Linked DNA regions of Rattus norvegicus: region 1 is linked to region 2. Evidence: chromatin contacts called from public Hi-C data. All regions are on one chromosome and are shown on one strand. Each heading gives the region's core, a stretch centred on a gene start, on an enhancer-like site or on the middle of the called end of the contact. The rest is flanking DNA. Distances are from core to core; before and after follow the strand shown. Region 1 has its middle 24 kb from the start of Rock2. Region 2 overlaps E2f6 (E2F transcription factor 6).

Region 1 (7,067 bases), core at 3,351-5,850, 45 kb before region 2:
TATATGTATGTGTGATGTGTGATGATGTGTGATGTGTGTGTGTGTGTTTTATTCTTATGCCGTGGAGTATATCCGAAGGTTAGAGGACCGTAAAAACATTTTGCAATGTAAAAAGATTGGGGGGGGCAGTGCTGGGCCAGAAACAGCACCCAGAGAGCTGTTTGAGAAAGTGATAATTTAGGGGAGACCTGGTCAATGAGAGCACCCGCACTGGCACGGAAGGCACAAAGGCCCATCGCCAGGCCCATTAGAACTTGTGTAATGGTGATAACAGCATGCCTCTGGTCCCAGGGTTGTCCTGGAGATAAACTGTTTGATGTATGTTAAGTCACCTGGCTCAGTGCCTGACACATACTAGACACACCAAACAAATGTTCACGTAGTCTCATCAGTCCCAGATTTCCACCTACCTCTGACTTTGACCCCAAGGAACCCCACCCTTGTAGTAAATACCAACTGCAACCTCTCTGGATCTTTACACAACCAGACAGTTGGGAGCAGGGACTTTCTTGTCCCTAACTTCCCTAAGATATGCCTTGGTGTCTGCAACCTGAAGTCATTGTCTTTAGTAGTGACAGGAACAGCCTTCCTGAAAGGGAGATGTTGGGGTCTGGAAACCCTTAAACAGAGCACACAGACTCACAGCGAGGCTTTTTCTCACACCCACTGAACCTTGTGACCCACATGGACAGGTACTGAGCCACTTGATAGAAATCCAGCTGGGACTGGACATGCAGAGGGTCACACCCTGAGCTTAGTTTTCTTCTAACCACAATGCACCACGCCCTCCACAACTCATAGGCTCAAGAAAGAGGGCAGAAGATTTGTGTGTGTGTGTGTGTGTGTGTGTGTGTGTGTGTGTGTGTGTCTTCTCGCTTTCAAGGCCAGGCATTTGGTATGTATTGTCCTCTGACATGTACTGCATTTGACACAGGAGGCCCCCCTCCTTTGACCTCTTCAAAGGCCCACAGAGGCTGAGACGTCACAGCACAGAGTCTCAAGCACTGCTGGCTCCAGAGGCAGTGCCAGGACTGAGGTCATGCAGTTAACCTTTGGAACATAATCTGATCTACTACCTGCCAGTCTGCCAAGGGGATAACCGAACCAAAGGCTTGGCTTCCTCCGTCACTGGCTGAAAGTCGAAAACAAGAGACAGAAGCTGGCACTAAACTTGTCGTGATGAAGCCATTCCTGTGGATTTTTTCTTTTCTGCTGTCATCCCTGGGGCATTTCTTACTTTCCTCTGTTGTGCCTCAGCTGAGTGCTGAGTATCTGTCACCTACAGAAAGCAGGCTCCCAAAGGCTACTGCTGGGTTCTGCTGGAGCAATGCCAGGACCAGTAGCTGCAGGCTTCTGGAAACTTCAACTCACACACTTGAGCCAAGAGTCCCTGGATCTTTTAAGTACCACCCTCTTTGTTGGTAGTTCTTCCTCCACTGGTCAGGCTGAGTCCTCTATTCAGCCTCTAGGTCCAACTGGGCTCTCGTTGCCTCACGCTCTTTCCTCGGTATCCTCTGTGCTCTTGTTATTGGCACTGACTCCTGGTGCCATATGGAACCAAGTAAGAAGCTTTTCTTAGTCTGTTTTCCCAAGTCACACCCTCACTGTAGCTGCCTCGAGCCCAGTGCTTTCATAGAGTAGGTCCTCAGCAATACACCATTGATGAACTGGAGTGTGTGAGATTGCCCTCCCACACCTGCAGACACACTTTCATGCAGACTTCTCTTTGCTCCGTATCTCACTGCTAGTCTCCTCTGGAATCTTCAGTTCATGCTTGCTTGGACTTCTACTTGTCCACTTCTGTTCCTGTGCACTTCTGATGTTTAAGCTTAAGCACTGTGTGTTTTTCCAGGGTTCTTGCTCCTTGCTCTCTATCTCAGTCTGATGACTGTGATGTGGGTCAGATGTCTGGACCTGCAGGACATTTGAACGCAGTTGGGGTGATGTCCCAAGTGCAGGTAGATTGATTGGTGGGGCTTTGGTGACAACTACCTACACACTTTCCTGTTCTTGGAGAATTTCAAAGGCAAAAGAATCAATTCCTATCTTCCGGAGCGCAGCTTCAGGGTCTGGAAAATACAACTGCTACAAAGGATAGTTCAAGAATGAATTCCAGGGATCTGAGAGATGACTCAGCAGGTAAGGGCACTTCCTGCCAAGCCTGGTGACAAACATGAATGGATTTGATCCCCAGGACCCACATTGTAGAAGGCGAGAGACACTTCCAAAAGTTGTCCTCTGACCTCCACACATGCACTCTGGCACAAACATTCCCCTACACACAGGTGGGTACAGAGGTGGGCAGGAGGATCGGGAGTTTAAGGGCTAGCTTTAGTAAGTTTGGAACTAGCTTGAGCTATGAGACTTACACACACAAACACACACACACACACACACACACACACACACACACACACACACACACCACAAGCAAGAGCCGAGAGAGAGAGAGAGAGAGAGAGAGAGAGAGAGAGAGAGAGAGAATAATAATGGTTAAAAGAACAAATACCAGCAACAGTGAACAGTGCATAACTTTGCTAAATACTTCCTACATATATGGGGTGTTGAATGGTCACCATCTTTCCCTTGTAGTTGTGAACAGTTGAATTCTCATAGATTCTGAAATTAAGATAAATGAGCTGTCTTTAATATGAAAGAATAGGAAGTTCTAAGATCAGGATTTGTATGTATGTATGTATGTATGTATGTATGTATGTATGTATGTATGTATGTAAAAGTCTCATGTCGCTCAGGCTAGTTCCAAACTTACTGAAGCTAGCCTTAAACTCCTGATCCTCCTGCCTCTGTTTCCCAGATGCTGGGATTAGAGACACTCATCACCATACCTGGCTTGGGATCAGAATTTGAAATTGGGCTTTACTACAGAATGTCTACAATGTAAACTTTACCATGATATGAGCTGGGAGATGCCATCCTAAGCGTCTGTGTTCTTTTTCTCCTAGTTCTTTACTAGGGCCCTCAGACAGTGGAGCCAGTGCGATGAGCCCCTCAGTGACATTACTCAGCTGTGAGGGCTGCTGAGAACACCTGTGTTTGATTAAAACGGTGACTCAGATGTCCCATTCCTGAAATAGGTAGCACAGCCCTACACAAGCTGGAGTCCCATTCTTGGACCTCCTGACAGTAAGCCCAAATTTCCCACCCTGTTTGTTGACAGGGAACAAAGAAGTTGCAAGTGGGAGGGCTGTCTCCCACCTCAGTCTCATGCTCAAAGGACATCAGCTCCCATAAACCAATACGAAGATTAGATGTAAAAACTGGGATTTTCCTGAGACTTAGGGAAAGGGCAGTTCATGCATGTGCATGCATGAGTGTTTACGTCATCCCCATGGGGAAAGCTTTACCCAAGGAGATGCCCCATGGCTTTCTCAAGACAAAGGAGGTCACATAGATATTTCAGTCAGGGGTTGAGTATATTGTCCAGTGGCTCGATTCCCAGCAACACAAAATGTAACACAAAGTTGTATGATGTTCCTGTTCTTTTCTTTTCTTTTCTTTCTTCCTTCCTTCCTCCCTTTCTTCCCTTCCTTCTTTCTTTCTATTTATTTATTTATATTTATATGCACATGTGGAAGTCAGAGAACAACTTTCTGGAGTTGGTTTTCTCCTACCATATGGGGCCCAGGGATTGAACTCAGGTTGTCAGGCTTGGTGGACAACACCTTTGCACACGAGCGATCTCTCTTACCCATGATTCCTTTGTATTCTTGTGTGTGTGTGTGTGTGTGTGTGTGTGTGTGTGTGTGTGTGTGTCTGTGTGTTTATGTACACACATCATGTACTTTTATATACAAGTAGATATGGAGGACAGAAGGCAATCTCTGTTGTCATTCCTTGGGACTGTCCACCTTATCTTTTTTTTGAGGCAGAGCTCTCTCGTTGGTCTAGAGCTTCCCAATGAGTCTTGTTTACCATCTCCCCATTGCTGGATTACAGGGATGCACCACCAAGTATGGCTTTTTTTTTTTTAAATGTGGGTTCTGTTCCTCATGATTGTAAAGCAAGCACTTTACCAATCAGCTCTCACCCCAGGATGAATAGCATAGGCTCCGGGTAGCTAGGGATAGCTAACCCAGCCCTACACTTAGGACTGGGAGTGTAGCTGCAAGCAGAGGACTCACATAGTTTACTTGAGGCTCTGGGTTCCACCCCCAGCTCCACCATTTGAAAACAAAAGGATGTCAGCTAGTCAGGAGGAGCGGACTACCGGGAGGAACCGACTACTGGAAGAGTGCTTTCTCTTTCCTTTTGTACCACTGTGCCCCCAGTGGACTCCTCAACAGCTGCAGGCCTGAAGAAGGCGGATTTCCCCCACTGAGTAAACAAGCAGGACCTGGGTGGAGACTGTTTGAAAATGGTTTGGTTTTAAGTTAATCCGGGCCACTTCCCCCAGGGATCTTTGACCAACACAACATCTTTGGAGTTCACTCAGATGCCATATTGCGGTAACATTCCACCAATTTGAACCAAAGATGATGTGACGTAGTGGAAAACTGGCCTGGATGAGAAGCTAGCCCTGCCCTGGCCCCAGGGGTTCCTCTAAGAGCAAGGCCAGGCCCTCCTCTCCCTGGCAGCCACTGGCCCTGGGGCCTGGGCCCCTTCCTGCTGCTCCCTCTCTCTGAAGTGCTTCCTCTAGCAGGCTCACTGAGGGCTCTGTGGTATTTCTGGAATGTCCTCCCTCCCAGCTCTACTGTGTTCCCCCTTTAGCAGGAAGGCTGGGAAATAAAGAGGCCCATTTAAGCCTCCCAGGGCCAAGAGAGCACATCTCATAGCTGAGTATTTATGACTGTTACTGTTGCAGAGACGACCTGTGAATTGCCTGGCACCCCTCCATGGTGTGGAAGTGGAGTTGGCACCCTCTGCACTTGGCTGGAGGGTGTGTGGCTGTCCTGGGCAAGGCTACACAGAGCTGGTATCTCTTCCTGAAACTATCGGGGCTCTGAGCGGGTTCCAGAGGTAACCAGCCCCCAAGGTCCCAAGAGGAATTCAAGCCCTATGGACCAATAGCCAGTTTCTCCTAAAAGAGGAATGGGTGTTACCATGGGAACGACAAGGCATAGCAGCAACTCAGCTGTGTGAAAGCAACAGACCTTTCTAGAGGAGAGTGGATGTCTGCCTCCCTGCCCCATTGCCTTCACGTTCCTGCGTTTGCCATTTGTCCGTAGGTAGAGGCCAGAGACACCCTCAACTGTTGTTTGTCAAGAACTGTCCACCTTGTTTTTTGAGATCTCATTGGCTTGGAGCTGACTAGACTGACCAAGCAGTAGACTTCGGGAGTCTCTCTGTCTCTACCTCTTCAGCACTGGGATTACAAGCATGAAATACTGTGCCTAGATTGTTATTTATTAAATTGTATGTAGATTCTGGGTCTTCGTGCATTTTACCATGTGAGACATTTTCCCCAGTCCTTATTCCCTTCATTCAAAACCAGCCCCACCCACAGCTGCAGGACTTCCTCTCTCTCTCTCTCGCCACTTTAGCAAACCCGGACCAGAGATGGAGCCAAGCTCCATAATCAGCTGCTTGTTACTGACTGATTTGTGATTTGTTTCTTCACTTCTTCCAGGCCCTTGAGAGAGGAAGCTGGTCAAGCCAGGCAGGGCCAGCTGAGTTGACCAGATGTGAACATGCCTTGGGAGCCTGTCTGCAAGAGCTCACAGTGGCTCCCAGACCCCAGAGATGTTCTGACAGTTTCCCTGTTTCTTGTTCCAGTCACTCTTGAGGCCCTTGAGCTCCTGATAGGTACACTGCTATCGTTTGGAAACAGAATGTTCTCTTGGGCCTGAAATTTATGTAACGTAATACCCTATTAGAATTCTAAGAAGGAAAATTTTTTTAATGGGAATTTCTAGCAACAGCTATGTGGAGGGACAAAGAAAGGTCGCTGTTGCCAGGTCCTGAGTGGCCTCACTGTGACAGTGAACAAGTTTTGACTTGTACAGCCAGCCCCTCCCAGTGGTCTGCCGAGCTGGGGTGTGTGTGTGTGTGTGTGTGTGTGTGCAGAATCCATTTGCAGGGTGGCCCAGAGATTTCTGGAAAGGAAGTGTTCCCTATTGAAGCTCACCCCCGCCCCTAATACTGAGAGACAGGAACAGCTAGCTATTGAGGAAAAGCTTGCACACACCAATGTCAGAGATAGCCAGGCAGGACAGTTGCATCCCAGAGAGAGACAGTAGACTACTTGGTGATGCTTTGTGTGAGCTTTGAGGAGTTTCCAGCCACACTCTAGGTGTCTGTATATTCAGGTGAGGGCAGTGAGGCTGCACTTGCTCTTTCTTCCCAGCGTCACCTGCCCACACAGCTTCGAGCACTAGAAGAGAAGACTATCTTCACATAACTTTGCCTCCTGGGATCTGGCTTCTGAGCACCAATTGGGGAGTTCCATTTCTGTAGCACCCCCTCTCCTGCTTACCCTCCCGCCCGCCTCTCTGCTCAATTCCCTTCAGTATGAGACCATGTGGCTCTGACCAAAGTAACTGTGTCAAAGTTGAAAGCGCTGAGACATGCTGGGTCTGGATCCAGAACTGTAGCACTCAAGAACACAGTGGCCCTGAGTGAAGACCGGCATTCGATTTTCTGCCCGCTCTTGCTGATCTATCTGCCCTTTGTGAGGCAGCTCTACTAGTAATGGGCATAGCCCTCTGAGGATCCAGAGATTCCTATGAGGATTCTGAATCTATACTGTCCTGAGAGTTCCCTGGCACCTTTGAGACCCACCCCCAACACCAACAATCCGTGCCGCCGTGGTCCTGACTGGCTGAAAAGTCTCTATGTAGCTAAGAACACTCTTGAACTTCGATCCTTCTGCCTATCACTCCCAAATGCTGGGCTTCTAGGTGTGCCACCAAGCCAAGTTTATAAGGTACTGGGCTTTGCAAAAGATAAGCAGGTACTTTACCAGCTAAACTTTGAGACCCCGCAGCCAAGGATCCTTGCCACCAGCTGCTGACCCAACCTCAGCCCCAGTCTTTACTGGTTCCAGGTCCCAACTGGATTTTTATAAAGCAGGAAGCCATCTTAGTTCTGACTTGATGTAGAATCAACTA
Region 2 (7,008 bases), core at 2,493-4,992:
ATGAATACCACAGAGCGCCAGCTTCCTCTCTCCTTCCCCTATTGACCTTGAGCAGAGTTCAGAAACCCGTGTGCTTGTTAGCAAAGGAAGAACAGAGACACACTGAAAGGAGACGTGTTAACTCCTGGGGAGAATAAAACCCAATAAAAAGATGAACGGAACAACCTTTGGGCTTCAAACTCAGTCTTTGCCTTTATGAATGAATTAGCCATAAGTTACAACTGACGCTTAGAAGAACCAATCCCAGGGACCTCTGGGGAAAATCCGAAACCTGTTCCCTCCCTCCCTCCCCCAATTAATTCTGTTGTGTTTAGATTTCCGTTTATTTGGCCCTCCAGCTGCCTCCAGGAGCTAGCCACCTATCACAAGTGCGCAGAGAGGGTACTCATCTGATGTAGGGTGGACGGTTGTTTTCCTTCCACCTACAGAATGATGGGTGCTGAGCTTCCTGACTGGTAGGCTACAAAAAAAAAAAAAAAATGCCCGGGCACACTTCCCAGCCCCTAACCGCATAGCCATTGCGTTTGTGAGCACTGTGGTTCTGTGCTGAGACATGTCCAGCTTAAACGCTGGTGGGCTCTCATTCTTGGCACAGAGCTTTGGAACAGTGTGAACAGCTGAGGTTACCACCTTCATAGACACCACTGTCTGGCAGCCCAGCGTGTAGGGCAGGGGGATGTGGCTTGAGGGCATATGGGTGTGTGCGCTGAGAAAAATTCAGAGAACGAAGTGATCCTGGAGGTGAATGAACCTTATGCTGTTACTGCCAAGTCTCATCCCAATCATCAGAGAGAAAAATGAGATGAGGCAAGTGGCCGGGTTCCCTGAGAGCGGGGTATGGATCATGGGACAAAACATGCTATGGGAAAAAAGTCTCTGAGAAACAATTCATGTCCGCGTTGATTTGGACTCACTCGGAAATCAACTTAGGATTCCAGAATGTGAACTTCGAAGGCATTTTATCATCTAAATCAGTTCTATTTTATCATTTCTATTTGTAAGATGTGTCTGTGGCAGTGAGCCCGGGACAGAGCCGCCACCGCCACCCCATGGAGCCATCTTGAGTGGGAAAGGAATGCTGAATATTTCCTTCTGTCTCTCATGTCCAAGTTCACCCTTTACTTCCTGATCTGTGGCCCTGGAGTGGGGCTCTGCAAACCACACCCGCTATCCGTCCCTTGCTGGTGCAGGTTGGGCAACTACCTGGTAGCAGTAGAATGGAAGGCATGAGGTAGAGCCCTCTTCCAAGTTCGAGCTTCTATCAGTCTTCCTATGGCAACAAGAGTTAACAACAGCTCCTTCCAGATTCTCCCAGCAGCTGCAGTAAATAGTAGCTATGGTATCCCTTGGAAATGCTAGCACTGACTGTGGTCCTCAGTGACATGCACACTAGACAAATCCCGGTCCATCAGACTTGAGCACCAACTGCATGAAGGAGTCCAAGTCCAGCAGAGGTCCAAGGTGTTATGTGGCTGCTATTCCTGGAGTTTCAGAGCCAGCAGTGTGGAGACTCTCCTGATACCTGGGTTACGGTATTCTTGCTGTAGCCTTTTCTGGATTTATGAGTGTGTTACCTCAACGTTCCTTTTGGCTAGCACAGCCTTCTAGCTTAATTTCTTGTATCAACTTGCCTCTGTGGTTTTCCCTGGAAGGATACTGTACTTGGTACCAAGGATGGGTTTATCTATAACCCTGCTGGCCATGTATGTCTAAGACATCTAAATTAGATGCTACTTCCTGTTCAAGGACCATTGTGACAACCGAAGTCTCTGCATAGGAGGTTCTGGAAGACAAAACTTGCTCATAGGCAAGAGTCTTAGTTCCTTGGTCTTTGCTGTCATAAAAGACCCCACACAAGCAATTTTGGGGTTTATTTTTGTTTACTGTTTCCTGGGGAATATGGTCCACAACGGTGAAGGTATGGAAGCAGGCGGGGAAGGCGTGATTGCAGGAGCAGGAAGTCGGCTGGACACACTGCATCCACAATCAGCTACAAGCAGCATGAATAGTGAGGCTAAATCCCGTGGTCGAAGAACTTTCCGCAAAGCTCCACCTCCCACAGCCTTCCCAAATGGCACCACCAGTTGGACGTGTTCAAACATGGGAGCGTATGGGAAACAGTCAAACCACAAAAACATAATACTGTCTGCTTTCGTGAGTGTGTGTCTTCATATGTATTCAGGTGCACGTGTGTTTGCAGGTACATATGCATGTGCAGTGTGGAAGGCAGAGGTCAGCTTTGGATGTCATGTCTCAAGTGTTGTCCACTTTATTTTTGAAATTGGACCTTTAATTTGGAACCTGCTGGGCCATCTAAGCTTGCTAGCCAGCAAGCCCTAGGGTTCCTCCTCTCTCCACCTCACCAATAGGATTACAAATGTTCACCACTGTATCTAACCCTTTTTATACGGGTACTGGGAACCAAATTGAAGTCTTCATGCTTGTAAGAAGCTGAGCTATCTTATCAGCTTAGTGTCTGATACTCATATTATCTTCCTCCTCTCTCTCTCTCTCTCTCTCTCTCTGTGTGTGTGTGTGTGTGTGTGTGTGTGTGTGTGTGTGTGTGTGTGTGTGTGTACCACAGGACACTCATTGATGTCACACCTCAGGAGCTGCCCACCTTGTTTTGTGAGACAGGGCCTCTCGTTGGCTAGGGTTTCACTAAATGGCTATGTTGGCTGGTCAGTGAGTCCTAGGGATCCCACTGCTGGCATGCATGTGTGTGTATGCATTTGCTGAGAATCCAATAAAAATAGGTCCTATGCTTACAAGGCATTTCTCTCATTAACCGAAATGGCATCTGAAAACACCTGTTGAAAATCCAAGTTAAGCTGGGTGTAGAGGTGTGTGCCTTAGGCAGAGGCAGGCACAGGTACAGTATCCTTCCAGAGAAAACCACAGAGGCACGTTGTTATAAGAAATGAATAACTCAGAAGCTAGAAGGCTGTGCTAGCCAAAAGGGATGTTGAGGTAACACATTCACAAATCCAGAAGTGGCTACAGCAAAGATACCAGGCCAACCTGACTTAGAGTCAGTTCTAGGACAGCCAGGGCTACACAGAGAAACTGTCTCAAGAAAAAACAAAAAGACAATCCATGCCATGTTATTCCCTAGAGGTATCTGTTTAGAATCTGAATAATTAACTCCACACTAGATGGTAACCACACACTGACTAGATGGTAACCACACACTGTGTGCTGGATTCCATTCATACTATGTGTGGACAACTGGATTCAGCCATTTTGCTGAGTGATCACTATTTCAACCCTGTTGACTAGAAGCAACTGACAACAGCTTCAGGTTTGCCAAGGGATTTATTTAAACTCTGGCTTGATGAGATGTTCTGACTAGATTATTCTTTATCTTTGGGCTGCATGCAGAAGGCTGCTGTTCCCCATACACATTATAAGATGGCTCAGTGATACTGCAGCTAAAAATTTGACACATTTTATGCCTCATGGGGATTGGCAGAGGATCTGTTCCACGAGGCTCTCAGGCCTCAAGGCCAATTGTGGCTCTTGTGTCTTGTGGATGCATGGTACAGAGAGAAAAATCTCTTGAGAAACAATTCGTGTCTGTAACAATTTGGACTCCGAAATCAACTTAGGATTCCAGAATGAGAGCCACGGGGGAATTTTATTATTTAAATCAGTCATTTCTATTTGTAAGATGCATCTGTGGCAGTGAGCCCGGGACAGAGCCGATACTGCCACCCCATGGAGCCGTCTTGAGTGGGAAAGGAATGCTGAATATTTCCTTCTGTTTCTCATGTCCAAGTTCACCCTTTTTCCTCCTGATCTGTGGCCCTGGAGTGGGGCTCTGCAAACCACACCCCCTATCCTTCCCTTGCTGGTGCAGGTTGGGCAACTATCCGGTAGCAGTAGAATTGAAGGCATGAGGTAGTGCCCTCTTCCCAGTTTCAACTTCTATCAGTCTTCCTACAGCTGGGAGTAGAAACCAGGAAAGAATTTGGACCTGTGTTGGACTTGGACTCCTTCGTCTAGTTGATGTTCCAGTCTCTGATGGGTTTGGATTTGTCTAGTGTCATGTCACTAAGAGGACCACAGTCGGTGCTAGCATTTCCAAGGGATACCAGAGCTATGCAACGGCCATCCCTTCATTATTTTTTCTTCTGTGCTCTCCAGACCTCGCTGCTGCTGGAATCCTCCTCTTTGCTGATACTCTCATCAGATGAAGTCCTCTCCTCGCCTGGTTCTAACCACCACACATGAACCAAGATCTGCCATGCACTCTACAAAGCTCAGCTCTTCCTGGGGGTGGGAAGACCTCTACACACAGATGCCAGAACTTTCAGTAGCTGCTTGTATTACAAATGCTAATTATGTTCCCCCCAAAATTGTTTGCATGACAAGATCTGCCTATAGCTTCTTAGAACCTGCCCCTAGTTGGTTCTGATTGGTAAATAAAGCCAATAGCTGGAAGGGCAGAGAGAGACAGGATTTTAGGATTCCCGGGCTTGGGGCCAGGAGAAAGAGGGAGAGACCCACCATACTGGGAGAGTGTAGAGAGGAGAGGAGACGCCATGCGTGAGAAGAGGATGGGACAGAGAGGCATGGCCATCATGTGAAGGAGCTGGGAGAGCACGGCCCAGAGGACTGCCCAACTGGGTCTAGAGCAGCCTATCTCTGGGAGGTGGATTCTAACAGCATGGAGGCCAGGAAGCTGCTTAGATATTGTGCTCCATAGGCATATTAAGATATCAAGGCTGTACGTGTGTCTTTCATTTGGGAGCATAAACCATCAAGGCAGGAAGCAACCCCATGGTTGGATTTATTAATACTTAACTCCACAACTTTCCCTTCCACCCAACATGTCTGAAGTATAAATGTTACTCATTTGCTATTTCTCTTGCATTATTCCTTATCTTATCAAATCATTTCACCAATCCAATGAGGAAATGGAGCATCTTCTAAGCCAGCAGTTCTCCCTCCCTTTGGGAGTCCAATAACCCTTTTACAGGGGTCACCTAAAACCATCAGAGAACAGATATTTACATAATAATGTATAACAGTAGTAACATTAGTTATGAAGTAAAAACAAAATTAATCTTATGGTTGGGGTCACCACAACCTGAGGAACTGTATAAAGGCTTGCAGCATTAGGAAGGTTGAGAACCACCGCTCTAGGCCTTTCCTTGGCTAATTTCAAACAACCTTTAATACATAAGGAAGAAGGAACCTCTGGAGGCCAAACGCGGTAGTTTCCAGGAATCTTACATACAGCAGCAGCCATCACCAGGCTCAGACTGTGGGAATAAGAAACACCAGGCAGGCAGCACTATTTTTTTAATACTTTAATTTTGGATCCCTACTTTGTATACATGATTGTTATTTCAGGCTGCTTCAAATCTCTTGTAAAGCAGGAGAGGTTTAACACACTAAGGATGCTCCCAGACTTCTGCACAAACCAGGTTCCATCAGCCCCACGTTGCACTCGCCCATTCATGAGTTTGCTGGACATTCACTGGGCGCTTGTTTTGGACTAGGCGTGGTACAGGGCGCTGAGAGCGACTATGAACAAATGTCTCTCGCGGAGCTCACAGTCTAGTGGTAAATTACTGAGTTGATTGAGGCACAGAGAGGTAAATGACTTACCCACTGAGGTAGAGAGCGCTAGGTGACTGGGAAGGCGGGATGAGAGCTGGAGCGGGGTACAATGCACAGGAGGTAAGGTCCTCTGACTGAGGAGCAAGGCTACACACGGAAACACATTATAAAATCTGCTCATGAAAAGCACAATAATGCTTTTAATATCACCAGGACCAAATTCACATTGTAGTGAACTGATCTGTTGCCAGACAGAATTCTGTACTTGCCCCCAGTGCTTTTGAGGCATGCCATCAATCTACTGGGGCATGACTCTGTAGGCAGCTTAAAATCAGGAGTATGTGGCTTCAATTGTAGCACTGCAGACCGTATTAAAACACTTTAAGTATATAACCTAAATGTACAGGCATCTGTGAAACTTCTACATGTAAAACTTTAGAAAACTCCTCTCACCCCCATCCAGAGGGTTCTAATAAGTTACAGGAACTGAGGGACTAGCCATCTGTTGGTCATTTTTCCTACATACATTATTTTGGGTGTTCTAGGGTGGAAGTGTCACTTAGACATATTTCATAAACAAACTACACATGATACACATATGGACAAAGGTGCCACATTTGGTCCTGTGCGTACACCTCACCAGTGCACGACACCTAACTGCAAATGTGAACCAGTGTAAGGCAATTCTCCTGTGAAGCGGACACTATCTATATCCGTCAGGGCACAGTCCACGACCAGCTGGCCAGCTGTCTGTCCTTGTGCTAGTCTTTGTTATAAGATGATTTTAGGAGGCAAGAGGTCTATTTCACTGACAAAAGGCAGTGAAGAATTATCAAAGGAGCTGATTCTGAATGGGGAAGCCATCGGGAACCTGTGCTTGAGGCTATGTGGGAGGACACTACTGGCCTTCAGTGCTGCTACAAGTCTAGAATAAGGTCGGTCACAAGGGCACTCCAAGGAGACTTATTGCTGAGGATCAGACGGGCACATGATTCACCCACTCGGGATGGGGCACATGATTCACCCACGGGGCATGATCCAAAGACCTTCATCACTGAACTGCTATCAGCCGCTCACTCTGAGAAATCTTCACTCACTGAAGAGGCTTGTCTTCTGAAATGATACACAAAGAAACACTGAGGGAAGGCTGTAATCACAGCTGAGCGCACAAATCAACAATTTAAAGAGATGAAATCCTCTGCTTAAGGACCTACTCTCACACCAACAACAGAAATGATCTTATGAGGTCCACGGAACAAATGGGTAATCCAACCTGTGGTTGGAAAGTGCCTGCCTGACGGCCCGGAAACCCTCTCTGCCCAGAGTCCAACAGCTGGTGGCCCCACAAAACCGTATTACAAGGATGTGGAATGTGGAGACAGGCTCTCACGATGTAGCTGAGGCTGGATTGCAATTTGGATCTTCATGTATTAGCTTCCC

The links. A called contact is a pair of places that touch in the nucleus more often than the background predicts.
Region 1: a contact with region 2 is called in a Hi-C map of the Rat2 cell line, with 2.5 times the contacts expected there. The contact joins two enhancer-like sites. A contact is called at or near these places in 2 of 12 Hi-C or Micro-C datasets (the Rat2 cell line and psoas muscle).

What each region holds. Positions count from the first base shown.
Region 1 is chr6:45,381,049-45,388,115 of GRCr8, reverse strand. No RefSeq gene overlaps it. Among named protein-coding and RNA genes, the nearest start is that of Rock2, 24 kb to the left of the region's middle. Within about 2 kb of position 4,600, at least 48 of the 93 cell types and tissues checked have an H3K27ac peak or open chromatin away from gene starts, as enhancers often do.
Region 2 is chr6:45,335,730-45,342,737 of GRCr8, reverse strand. E2f6 (E2F transcription factor 6) reads right to left here. Exons shown (of 7, transcript NM_001100717.2): 7 at 5,303-6,681. The coding sequence ends at 6,662. Among named protein-coding and RNA genes, the nearest start is that of E2f6, 18 kb to the right of the region's middle. Within about 2 kb of position 3,742, at least 7 of the 93 cell types and tissues checked have an H3K27ac peak or open chromatin away from gene starts, as enhancers often do.